Regions from separate parts of the Zea mays genome. Here regions 1 and 3 are each linked to region 2. Evidence: chromatin contacts called from public Hi-C data. All regions are on one chromosome and are shown on one strand. Each heading gives the region's core, a stretch centred on a gene start, on an enhancer-like site or on the middle of the called end of the contact. The rest is flanking DNA. Distances are from core to core; before and after follow the strand shown. Region 1 holds the start of LOC103636131 (zinc finger CCCH domain-containing protein 13). Region 2 holds the start of LOC100281709 (CTP synthase). Region 3 overlaps LOC103637390.

What was found. Hi-C and Micro-C count contacts between places; a contact is called where the count stands out from the background.
Region 1: a contact with region 2 is called in a Hi-C map of leaf, with 5 times the contacts expected there. The contact joins the promoter of LOC103636131 here to the promoter of LOC100281709 in region 2. A contact is called at or near these places in 2 of 25 Hi-C or Micro-C datasets (leaf and leaf mesophyll).
Region 3: a contact with region 2 is called in a Hi-C map of endosperm, with 1.8 times the contacts expected there. The contact joins the enhancer-like site here to the promoter of LOC100281709 in region 2. A contact is called at or near these places in 7 of 25 Hi-C or Micro-C datasets (bundle sheath, ear, endosperm and 3 more).

Annotation. Positions count from the first base shown.
Region 1 is chr8:151,607,230-151,611,216 of Zm-B73-REFERENCE-NAM-5.0, forward strand. LOC103636131 (zinc finger CCCH domain-containing protein 13) reads right to left here and starts at 2,372. Exons shown (of 5, transcript XM_008658490.3): 1 at 1,144-2,372; 2 at 1-553. The coding sequence starts at 1,999.
Region 2 is chr8:151,467,389-151,471,070 of Zm-B73-REFERENCE-NAM-5.0, forward strand. LOC100281709 (CTP synthase) reads left to right here and starts at 2,412. Exons shown (of 21, transcript NM_001154629.2): 1 at 2,412-2,677. The coding sequence starts at 2,560.
Region 3 is chr8:151,322,620-151,326,468 of Zm-B73-REFERENCE-NAM-5.0, forward strand. It overlaps LOC103637390, which reads left to right. Exons shown (of 21, transcript XM_020542492.2): 12 at 2,669-2,999; 13 at 3,742-3,849. Among protein-coding and RNA genes, the nearest start is that of LOC103637390, 14 kb to the left of the region's middle. Within about 2 kb of position 1,457, at least 2 of the 20 cell types and tissues checked have an H3K27ac peak or open chromatin away from gene starts, as enhancers often do. A contact at or near this core is called in endosperm, where this site is marked.

The sequences.
Region 1 (3,987 bases), core at 1,122-3,621, 140 kb after region 2:
GAACTACGATCAGGTCTTGCTCTCTCAGTCAGAGAATCCAGACGCCCACTGCCTGAAGATTTTTCCAAATGCACACGTTGATCACGTGTGCTTGGAGGCTTTAAATCATATTGGTCATCATTTTCCTCAGGAGGTCGTTTTTTCCCTCTACTTTCCTTGTACCTATTGTTGTAATCCTCATAATGATCAACATCTTGAACTGCATCCTTTCTGTAATGGCTCTCTGAGCTTCTGCGTCCATCTTTAGCACTCTTATATTCAGCTCTATCACTTTCATGACTACGGGCCACTCGCTCATTAGAAAACTTGTCGTCATGTTGCCTCTTATCCCTTACGTAATCATCCTTGTACTTTTCCTTATACTTGTCGTCATCAAACCTTTGTTCCTTAGAGCTCCTAGATTTACCATGTTCATATCTGGACAGGGTCTTTCTGTCATCACTGTCTCTATTGTCAGTGGACCACTTATCTGTATCTTCAGAATCATCTTTTCTTCGGCTGTGTTTTTCAGCTTGCATATCAGGATTATTGTACTTCTCTTTCGCTGAAATTTCTGCCTCAAAAAGTAGTAGTTTAGAAGGCAATATCAGCAAAAGAAAAGAAAAGAAAAGAAAACAACCCAAAAACATATAATAAAACTCAAATAAGTAGTGTTCAGGTAAAACAAGTACATAGGTAAAAACAGTTCGGCATAGAGCAAAATAGCTCTTTCAAGTATACTATCCATCTGCTTCACTGAGATAGGCCCAGGAGGCCAGGACTATCAAGGCAATAGATCAGAACAAGAAATATGGTTTCAATTTTCATATAAATTTGCAACAAGATACCATGCTGTAAGCTATATATAATAAGCATAACAGAGTTTAATGTAGCAAAGGGAAACATGGATATTAAATCGTTCAGTGTGATAGAAAACAACGCAAAAGTAGGAAAACTATGAACTCCACAGGTTACAACCATTTCCAGCACATTTATTAATATATGCTAGAACTATTTAAAATAATGATAGCATCATGCAAAACTCTAAATGAAATCAGGATAAGAAAACTGTAACACATTGCAGTAGGAACATGACGTATAATCGTACATAGAGCAGGAATGCTATTGGTATTGTTGAGAACATGTAGAAAATGGGCTACTCACCATTGACATCTGTATCTCTCCTATATGAGTAGGCCTCCTGTTCCGTCCTACTCATCTTCAAGCCACTCTTCCTGCTCCCGCCATCCTCATACCTCTCGTGCTTGGAATCATGATCTTTCTTGTCCCACTCCCGCTCCTTCTGCCTATCACGCTCCCTCTCATGCTCCCTGTCCCGCTCTCGGTCCCTATCTTTCTCACGCTCCCGTTCTCTCTCCCTCTCCTTCTCTCGTGCTCTTTCCTTCTCACGCTCTCTATCCCTACTCCTTCCCCTATCTCGCTCCTTCTGCCGCTCCCATTCTTCCCCCCTTTCCCTTTCGTTCTCCCTATCTCTGTTATCCTTATAATGCCCGGTACTCTCCTTCCTCCCCACATCCTTCTGTTTCTCTGACCTCCGTTTCCCAGAGTCACTCTTAGACAGAACCTCCTCAGCCCTGTCATCCACAGCCACTGCTCGTCTGCTTGACCTCTTGGACTCATCCCCTGATCCCCTGGACCTGTCGGCCAGCTTCTCCACTTCAGCATGCCCAAAGGTCTCGCTCTTGGACCTCTTGTCGACCAGGTGATCGTCACAGACGCCACTGTTCCACCGGTCGCTGACCACATCAACCACGGCCTCCTCAACCCTCTCCTTCCTCTTCTTCCCGTGCTCAGCGTACCCGTTCCCTGATCTCACGGCCTCCTGTCCCGAGGACGAGCGGCGCCTCTCAGGCTCGGGATCTCTGGAAACCCTAGCCGCCGCGGCCTCCTCGCGCGCGCCGGCGACCGGAGCCGACTCCTCGCCATCTGACTCCGACCGGTCAGCGGACCCTCCTCGCCTGTGGGACCGGTGCGACCTGTGACGCGAGCTCCGAGGCATGGCGGGCCAACCCTAACTGAAAAACTACCAGCCCAGATGCGGAAGCTGGCGACGCGGGGCCCTTGAAGCCCTAGGGCGCGCGCGGATCTAGACAGACGTGGCGGCGGGGAGAGGGGACCGCGAGCGCGCTGGGGTACGGCGGCTAGGGTTTTGGTGGGGTGCGAGAACGGAGGGGAGGCGGTGGCGGCCGGGGATGAGAGACGACGAGTTCGTGGGTGGAGAAAATGGGGAAGGAAAATTGTTGGTTGATTTTCCGGCTTTGGATTTGGAGGGTTGCCGGGACGGGTTTAGTTGGGATTTGGTCCCGGCCTGGTGGTGGTTTGCTTCGCTGCGGTGCGGTGCGGCGCGGCCGAAGGGGCGCGCGGCCGGATTGGGCACGAGAGAAAGGAGTCGAGGCGCGCCGACGCGGGTGTCTTTCGGGCTGCGTTGAGCAGGTTCCAATTTTGGAAGGGAGTTCACCTCCTCCAAATTCAAGTGTCAAAATCAAATATGTAACGCAGGATGAGAATAGACTAATGGAATGTTTGTTTCATTTACTAATGATTAGTCGATGTTTGAATATAAATTATGAATATTAAATACGGTATAATTATAAAAATAGTTACGCAGATGAATAACACAAACGACGAGTCGAATTTATTAAGTCTAATTAATTTATAATTAAAAAATATTTAATATAGCATTACAGAATTTATTAAGTCTAATTAATTTATAATTAAAAAATATTTAATGTAGCATTACATTAGCGAATCGTGCAAATTTGTCTTAATGTTTAGTTATTATCTGTGTAATTAGTTTTATAATAATTAGATTATATTTAATATTTCTAACTAGTATTAAATATCTGATGTGATGGGACAGGTATTTAGTCAGGTGAATCTAAATGGGCCCTAAATGATCCTATTACATACACTTTGAGTCATGTCCCAATCTGCGATCTTTTTTGGACCTCGGCATATGTTTTACAAATTCTCATCTCGTTTGGTTCTTTCGTTCAAGAGGTTTGAAGCGCCCTAATCCTCTGGGACTCAAATATGATATAATTACTAGTTCTATGAGGTTAGTAAACACATTTATACATCAGATGATTCCAGATCTGCTTAAACGAGACAGACCTATAAAGGTGGCGATCAACTTTAAGAGTTGGTCCACAACTCGGGACATATCATCAGAGTGGGGCTGAAGCAGCCCGATATACGCAGTGAAGCAAATTAGCGGTCTAACAGCCACGGGCAAGGTTGGAACAGGCGTAACTCTTACCCGATCAGCGATTTCTTTCTCTGAAAAACAACAAATAAGCAAGGGTGAGTCACTACCGGAAACGGGCGCTTTGCCGAGTGCCCGAAGCACTCGGCAAAGCCTTAAAAACACTCGGCAACGTCTTTGCCGAGTGTGACACTCGGCAAAGAAGGCTCGGCAAACAGTGCATCGGCAAAGTCTTTTTTGTCGAGTACTTTTTCTCGGGCACTCGGCAAAGAAAAGCGGCCGTTACGGTGACGGGTGACGGAGACGGTGTCTTTGCCGAGTGTCTTTCCAGAAGCACTCGACAAAGAATATATCTTTGCCGAGTGCCCTCTAGGACACTCGGCAAAGAGCCCGCCAGGGAGGGTCCCCATGTCAGGCTATTTGCCGAGTGCTCTGTGCGGCACTCGGCAAAGCCGGCCTCTTTGCTGAGTGCCAGAGACATAACACTCGGCAAAGTCACTAAACCGGTGCCCAGGTTTTTGCTCTTTGCCGAGTGTTTTGACCCTGACACTCGGCAAAGCGCCTCTTTGTCGAGTGTTACACTCGGCAAAGTGACCAATATATACCTTTTTTATTTGTTTTTTGTATTCCATCCACACAAACAAAAGATATCACATATATATCACATATATACATCACAGATATCATCACAAACATAAATAGCCAACACAAACATACAACCGTCACCACAAACATAAATATCCATCACAAACATAAGTGTTCAACACAAGTATCAAACACAA
Region 2 (3,682 bases), core at 1,162-3,661:
ACTCAACCCCTTTCAAGTGATCCAATGATCGACTTGAATACCACGGTGTTTTTTCTTTCTTTTACTCTTTCCCGTTTGCGAGGAATCTCCACAACTTGGAGCCTCTCGCCCTTACAATTGTTGATCACAAAGAAACACAGAAGTAAGGATGGGAAGAGCAACACACACAAGACTCAAAGCACGAGCACAATCACGCACACAAGCCACAACTTGAGCTCACAACACAACTCAAAGAGTTCTCTACTCAAATGGAGCTCAAGTCACTATCTCAAAGAATCGAATGCGCGAGAATGAAGTCTTGGTGCTTAGGAATGATCAATGAATGCTTGGATTACTCCTCCATGCGCCTAGGGGTCCCTTTTATAGCCCCAAGGCAGCTAGGAGCCGTTGGAGGCATTCTTGGAAGGCAATTCTTGCCTTCTGTCGTGTGGCGCACCGGACAGTCCGATGCACCACCGGACATCCACTGTTCATTGTCCGGTGCAGATCTCCTTCCTAAAATGGCACAGCCGACTGTTGCAGAATTGTAGCCGTTGGCGCACCGGACACTGTCTGGTGCACACCAGACAGTCCGGTGCCCCCAGCCGACCGTTGGCTGGGGCCACGCTTCGCGCGCGGATTGCGCGGCCGACCGTTGCGCTGGCGGCCTTTGGCTCACCGGACAGTCCGGTGCACCACCGGACAGAACGGTGAATTATAGTCGTACGCCGCTGGAGAATTCCCGAGAGTGGCCAGTTCGCTGGAGCTGGCCTGGCGCACCGGACACTGTCCAGTGCACCACCGGACAGTCCGGTGTGCCAGACCGAGCAGAGTCTTGGCTGCTTCCAGCCAACTCCTTTTCCCTTTCTCTTTTCTCTGATTCTAGCACTTAGACAAATATATTAGTACACAAAAACCAATGTACTAAGTCTAGAATCATACCTTCTTGTTGATTTGCACTTCATTCTTCATTTGGCACATAATTACTCACTCGATATGTGTTGGGCACTTAATCACCAAAATATACTAGAAATGGCCTAAGGGCACATTTCCCTTTCACTATTGGCCAAACTACCTGAGCACTGGGTCCAATGTGAGTAGGATCGCTTAGCCACGCTTCATAATTGGAAAACGGCACCATGGAAGATGGATCACCCCTTCTTTTTGCGCCAAAGATCTTACCATTTTCGAAGGAACTGGGGCTACATTACTTTTCAATTTCTATTCAAGAGTTTCTATCTGTTTCCACGCCCTTTTTGAGACCTCAAAACATGGCCTTTTTGAGACCTTGAAACATGAAATGGAAAAATTCCGTCTCTTAGAAACAAATACAAGAAAAAGGCTAATGGTTAACTAATTTATAAATTTCATAGTAATAGAAATCCATGTCCTACCAAGACAAAATTTTGAACTTGTTATTCTCTTTATTAATAGGCAAAGATTGACCTCTGTAGAAAGACTAATTCATTTGGATCGATACGAGGAGCCAACTCCGTGGCGTTGCCAGAATCCATGTTCCATATAAGTCATTCACAATTTCACATCATCGGAACACTGGCATATACAATTATAGCATATATCTATTTAATCTAGGTCACCCACTAACATGTGCATTAATATTTTTACACATATCTCTCAAGGAGGGAGGATAGAGTCTTTTATAGATGGACGAGACTAATAGTCAACTCAAACAGACGAATTAATCTACAAATAAATTATATTATTATCCTAGTGCCGAATGAAATTAATAGTTACTAGTAATTAACAATGGCATAGACTTTACATCGTTGATCATATATACATCACATATCATATTATATCAGATCGGCACGACACGCCTCGCGTGACCGACGCGTGGCATGTGGCTCCACCTTCTTTATTTTCAATCTCAATATACCACTGAAAATATTATTTAGATTGATTATCCTTTCTTTCGGTTAGCAATGTAGGATTAATGTCTCAATGACACTAGTATCTCCCATGGGCATTAGAGTTCATTAGACCTAAAAGTCTTTATATTACAACATCTATATGAATATGATTTATATCTATATGATCTATATTCTTTATATCTTATAATTCTAAACCTTGGATTTATATTGATAGATAGGACATTCATATCAGCGGAACACTTGCGTATACAATTATAACACATATCTATCTACGTCATCCACTAGCACATGCATTTATTTATATTTATACACGTGTACAATCCATGTCACTAGAATTTACTCATGATCCATGCTGCAGCGCGCGTGATATGCTTCCGGTAATAAAATAGACGAAACATATTCTCCAAGAAAAAAAAATTAGGAGAGTCCTCCTGGCATATGTAGATTTTAATCCCAACAACCAGCACCTTGAAGACAACTGAGGTTCTATTTAACCCCCTCGTCTCCCCCGCTCATTCCAGCCTAAAAACTTGCCCAGAGCGCCTGAACCTGCCTCCGCTCCACTCTTGCCCCCCCCCTGGCACCACACTAGCCTAGTGAGTAGTGCAGCAGTCTTGCTCGGTTGCTCCTACCTGTCCTGCACAGCACAGGAGCAGAGCCCAGGACCGTCGGCAAAAGGGGAGCGGCCATGAAGTACGTGCTGGTGACCGGAGGGGTGGTGAGCGGCCTCGGCAAGGGCGTGACGGCCAGCAGCATCGGCGTCGTGCTCAAGGCCTGCGGCCTCCGCGTCACCACCATCAAGATCGGTAGCCATTCCTTCCTCCCCGCCGCTCGCTTCCTTCCTTCCTGACGATTTCTTTTCCTTTTGAGCGGGCGGCTTTGGCGTTTCCGCGCGAAAAGGAAAAAATGCCTCCGGCGTAGAATCCGGAAAAAAAGGGCGGATTTTTCGATGGAAAGGCTGGGATTTTAAACCGGGTCCGAGTGATCTCGTTGTGTTGCGCCGTTTGCTGGCTGGGTTAGCCTCGGTCTGAGCCCAGAGCCCAGGCCCGAACGCTTCCCTTTTTTTCTTGTCGTTTCGGCTGTGCAACAAGCGCTGTTGGGGGGCAAAGGAAGCAGCATTTTCGGGATGCCGCGGAGCTGTCTGGGCGGGGTGTGCGATGGCCGCGTGGCAACCCCTCGTCTGAATGCGCTTGGTTGCTTGTTCGTGGCCGGCCCGAGATAAAATGCGCTCTTTGGTCCAACTGCCAAACGAACGTTTTCCCTGCTGCAATGGCTGATATTATTCCTCACTCAAAACGGCCTTGAAATGAAATTCCTTGAACCAAATATACTGTCAAATGAGAGATTCAGATTCCTACTGTCAAGTCTGTTCGAAGCTTTTGCTCTTCCTGTTTTGAGAGTGCAGGAAACTTTTGCTCATTGCTGTTGTTTTAGCCCTGTAGCCTTGGCCTTGTTACTCCTGTACATATATGAGCTTTAGCGTGCAGTGAGATCCAATTTTACGTCAAAAAAGAAAAAAAAACAGTGAGCCGTGACACCATGTTTTCGGTGGTTAAGAGTTTGTTCTGTTGGATGCTTTTGTCTGTTCTTTTGGCAAATCAAGTGTTTAACAACATTCGGAGTCTCAACTAGGTGTCACGATCCTAGTTCCTTCAAAGAGACGGAATCCCCAGTGGTTTAGGTCAATTTTGTCACCCCAACCATTAAATCTCTTTTGACGTACGTTTCCTGAAGGAATAGTACCCATTTTGCTCCATTTGATGAGTGTGCAAGTACGGATTTCCAAAGTGGTTGGGAGTTTTTTTTTGCTC
Region 3 (3,849 bases), core at 207-2,706, 150 kb before region 2:
TACTCAGATTCTCAGAAAAGCTCCTTAGAAAAAAGCTGAACCAAACAGGCCGCCACTATGCAGGACATGCATGTGCAACTACCATGGTGATTGTTTTAAAGGCATCGCCTAGGCAACACCTAGGCGTCCAGGCGCCAAAATTGTCTGCGCTTAGGTGCCGCCTTGCTTCAGGGGCTTATGGCGTGCGCCTTGGCTCACTAGGTTTCTGGTGAGCTTCTTCAACGATAATGGCAACCCCAGATACTTACAGGTGAAGGTAGACAGATCACATGGAAGCTGTTCTTGAAGGACTTCTATTTCTTGCTCACCACAGCAAATCGAATAGACACTGCTTTTGTGCACATTATTTTTCGAGCCTAAGGCCTCCCCAAAAAGATGCAGGATGCCAAGAACCACCTGGATGTCACTTTCCCTAGGAATCTAGGATAGAGGAAGAGCACAACATCATCCGCATAAAGGAAGATTCTGTACTGCAGCACTCTCGTAGATAAGGGCTGCAACACCCCCTCTTCAGCTTTGGAAATCATGCCACCGAGCACATCCATGACCAAGATAAAGAGCATTGGAGACAATGGATCCCCTTGTCTTAACCCCATTTTATGAAGGATGATCTTTTCTGGAACTCCATTCAAGAGGACCTTAGTGGAAGAACCCAACATACCACTAATAATATCACGCCAAATTTGCTCAAAGTCTAATACTTGCAGCACTTCCAACAAGGCCAAGAAACTGAATCAAGGGCCTTTGTGATATCTAACTTAAGAAGCATTCTTGGTCTTTTTTGTTGATGAAGCAACCGGGCTGTTTGCTGAACAAGCATGAAATCATCCTGAATACACCGACCTTGGTTGAAAGCACTTTGCTTTGGAGAAACAATAGTCTGTAATTTACCAGTCAGCCTATTGGCTAGCAGCCTAGCACCTTGGTGATCAACTTGGCAAAGCTATGAACTAAACTGATAGGACGAAAGTCCTTAACCTCCTCCGCACCTTCCTTTTTAGGGATAAGGGTTACATAGGCTGTGTTTAGACAACCAAAGCTGTCAAATTTCCTGCTCCAAACAGCTAAAACAGCTGCCATTACCTCACCCTTGATAATAGGCCAGCACACATTTAAGCCACTCCTCAAGAGGCGTCATGACCCTCATGTCTTGAGCAATTTCTATTTGGTTAAGGACCTCCCTAGCTAAGGCAAGATGAGAGGACAGATGACCAACCTTCTTATCACTCCACCCCTAGACACTATTTCAGATTTGCTATTGTGCTATTTTATATTTTGTGACTTGTTTGTGAGATGAGAGTGTTCAAAACTTGCTATTATGCCATTAGAGACTACTTTGTGGCTATTTCAGATCTACTATTGTGATGATTTATATTCTATGACCTGCTGATTTTACTTCCTTATTATGCAGTTCATAGCTGCAGTATATATTGGTTGGCTTCTATGGCATTGCCTAGGCGATCGCCAGGCGGTGGCTGAGCGCCTAGTTCCGCCTTACCGCCTTTAAACCATGGCCATGGTAGCCACACCTGCGATTGCAGACATACCCAAATGTATTATAAAGTATAAGCTGCTACACTGTCTACCAACTACGCTATATTCAATGGTGTGACCACTGACCACTACAGTCTACAGCATATGACATGCTTGATACTTTGACTTTGACACGACCAAGACGTGCTCCACATATGGCTCTGCAACTACGACAAGTTAGGAATAGTTGGACCTCTGCTGGGCAGGGCTCACCATTAACATAGAGATGTAGAACTGTCCTCTCATGTGCTATATAAGAGAGGAGTTGAGCAATATATAAAGGGGTTTAGAAGGTCCAATAAGGACACAAGTCGAGAGACCTGAGGTCCAGAGATCTAGGATCAATCACAGTATCTAGTGGTCATGCCCTTCTTCTAGGTCGGACTCGGAGGAAAAAAGGTTGGACTGGGATCTGGCTGTTACTCCAGACTTTTTTTAGATTTTTGGCACTTTAGACTACAACTTTCACCAGAACCAAGGTGGTGGTGGTGGTGGTGTGTGTGTGTGTGTGGGGGGGGGGGGGGTAGTTAGTCATCTAGCTTAGACAATGTATGATCATGTAATATTTGCCTCCGCTTTTATCAATTCATCCACCACAGAGAGAACGTAGGGTATTAGGCTTGCGTGGTCCGAACCTCTATATTTTTTGTGTGCTTCTAGCCATGTCAGCACTCTGAGCCTCCAGTCTACATCCTTCTCTCTATAACTCTACAAATTTCTCTGGTATGCTTACACCTTGGTGTCATACTGATGACAGACACCTTCCTAGTCAGTGCTGGTTATGCTTAATAGTTAATACTTTAATCTTCTTTGCATTTACTGTAGTGCTGTTGGAAAATTTCTGAGTTCTTGTTTCCTAAATTGATCTCGAGCCTGTTTTCTGAAAAGAAAATGGTTACCCTAGAACACACATGAGGTCCCTGGTTTAGTTGGATACTTTTTTTGTTTACTACTTGTTATAGTCTGCTGATCATATCTTGAAAAACCTGTGAATACGTAGTCACAAAACCTATTAGTCTGGTTTGTTGGCTGGTTCAGTTTTTCAATATCCTATTGCTTACATACCTGTAGACATTTTAGCTACAGATTTTAAAAAAATAATTTTCTAATTATTAGTGTTATACTTTCATTTCAGGTATGTTGCAATTGTATGGCCAGATATTCCCTCTTTTGCTGTGTGCAAAGCAAGTGATTGGTCAGTTGTTGATTCAGGCACAGGGAAGCTTTTTGCCTGGGACACCTGTCGAGACAGATATGCTTTAGTAGAGAGTGCATTGGCCCCAAGAATGCCACTTGTTGTGAAAGGTGGTTCTTCTAAAAAGGCAAAAGAAGCAGCAGCAGCTGCAGCTCAAGCAGCAGCTGCTGCAGCTAGTGCTGCTTCTGCCGCCACAGTGCAAGTGCGTATCTTATTAGATGATGGAACAGCACATGTTCTGCAGAGATCGATTGATGGTCGTAGTGAACCGGTCAGTAATTATCGCTCGTCTTCGTCTCCCCTTTTTGTTTTTTTTGTAGCACTAATCAGTCTTCAATTCCAATTCTTTGTTCATAGTTTGACGGAGATCTGAACTTATCTTTTGTAGATACCCTAATATTGTGTCCGAAATATGCTGCAGTAATAGTTTGTGATGGGAATTTTTCAGATTAAGGGCTTGTTTGGTTAGAAGGGGATTGGAGGGGATTGAGGGGGAAATTAGTTCATTTCCCCCTCAATCCCCTCCAATTCCCTTCAATCCCCTTCTAACCAAACAAGCCCTAAAGAAGTTAAAAATTGCATTTCATAGTAATATGTTTTCTTCTAATTAACGTGCTTATTAAGTATTAACATCGACGAGCTATATGATGTCTGACTAATTTAAACCATTGGCTGAACTTTTTTATGCTTGCTCAATTGCATAAAAGTTCCTGTTTGTGGACAATGTGTCAACACACTGACAATTCTGTATATTGAATTTTATTGTTATCTTTACACTTTCCTTGTCTCATCATGCTGGTGTCATTGGAAACTAGCTGTGCTTTCATATCATGCTGTAGTTGCATCGAGCATTAGCAGAGTGATACTGACATAGGTGTTGCTAGGTTGAGTTTCTTTCTTTCACTTCTGAGTACATCTTTGTTTGACCAGTGAACTATAAACCCTTAACTTTCTGTCCATTGTCTTCATCAGCAAAAACTCTTCTGTCTAGTGTAATGGCTGTGATATTTCAGGTTATTGGACTGCATGGTGGTGCTTTACTTGGTGTCACATACCGCACATCTCGTAGAATCAGTCCTTTGACAGCAACAGCTATATCAACTGTTCAATCGATGCCCTTA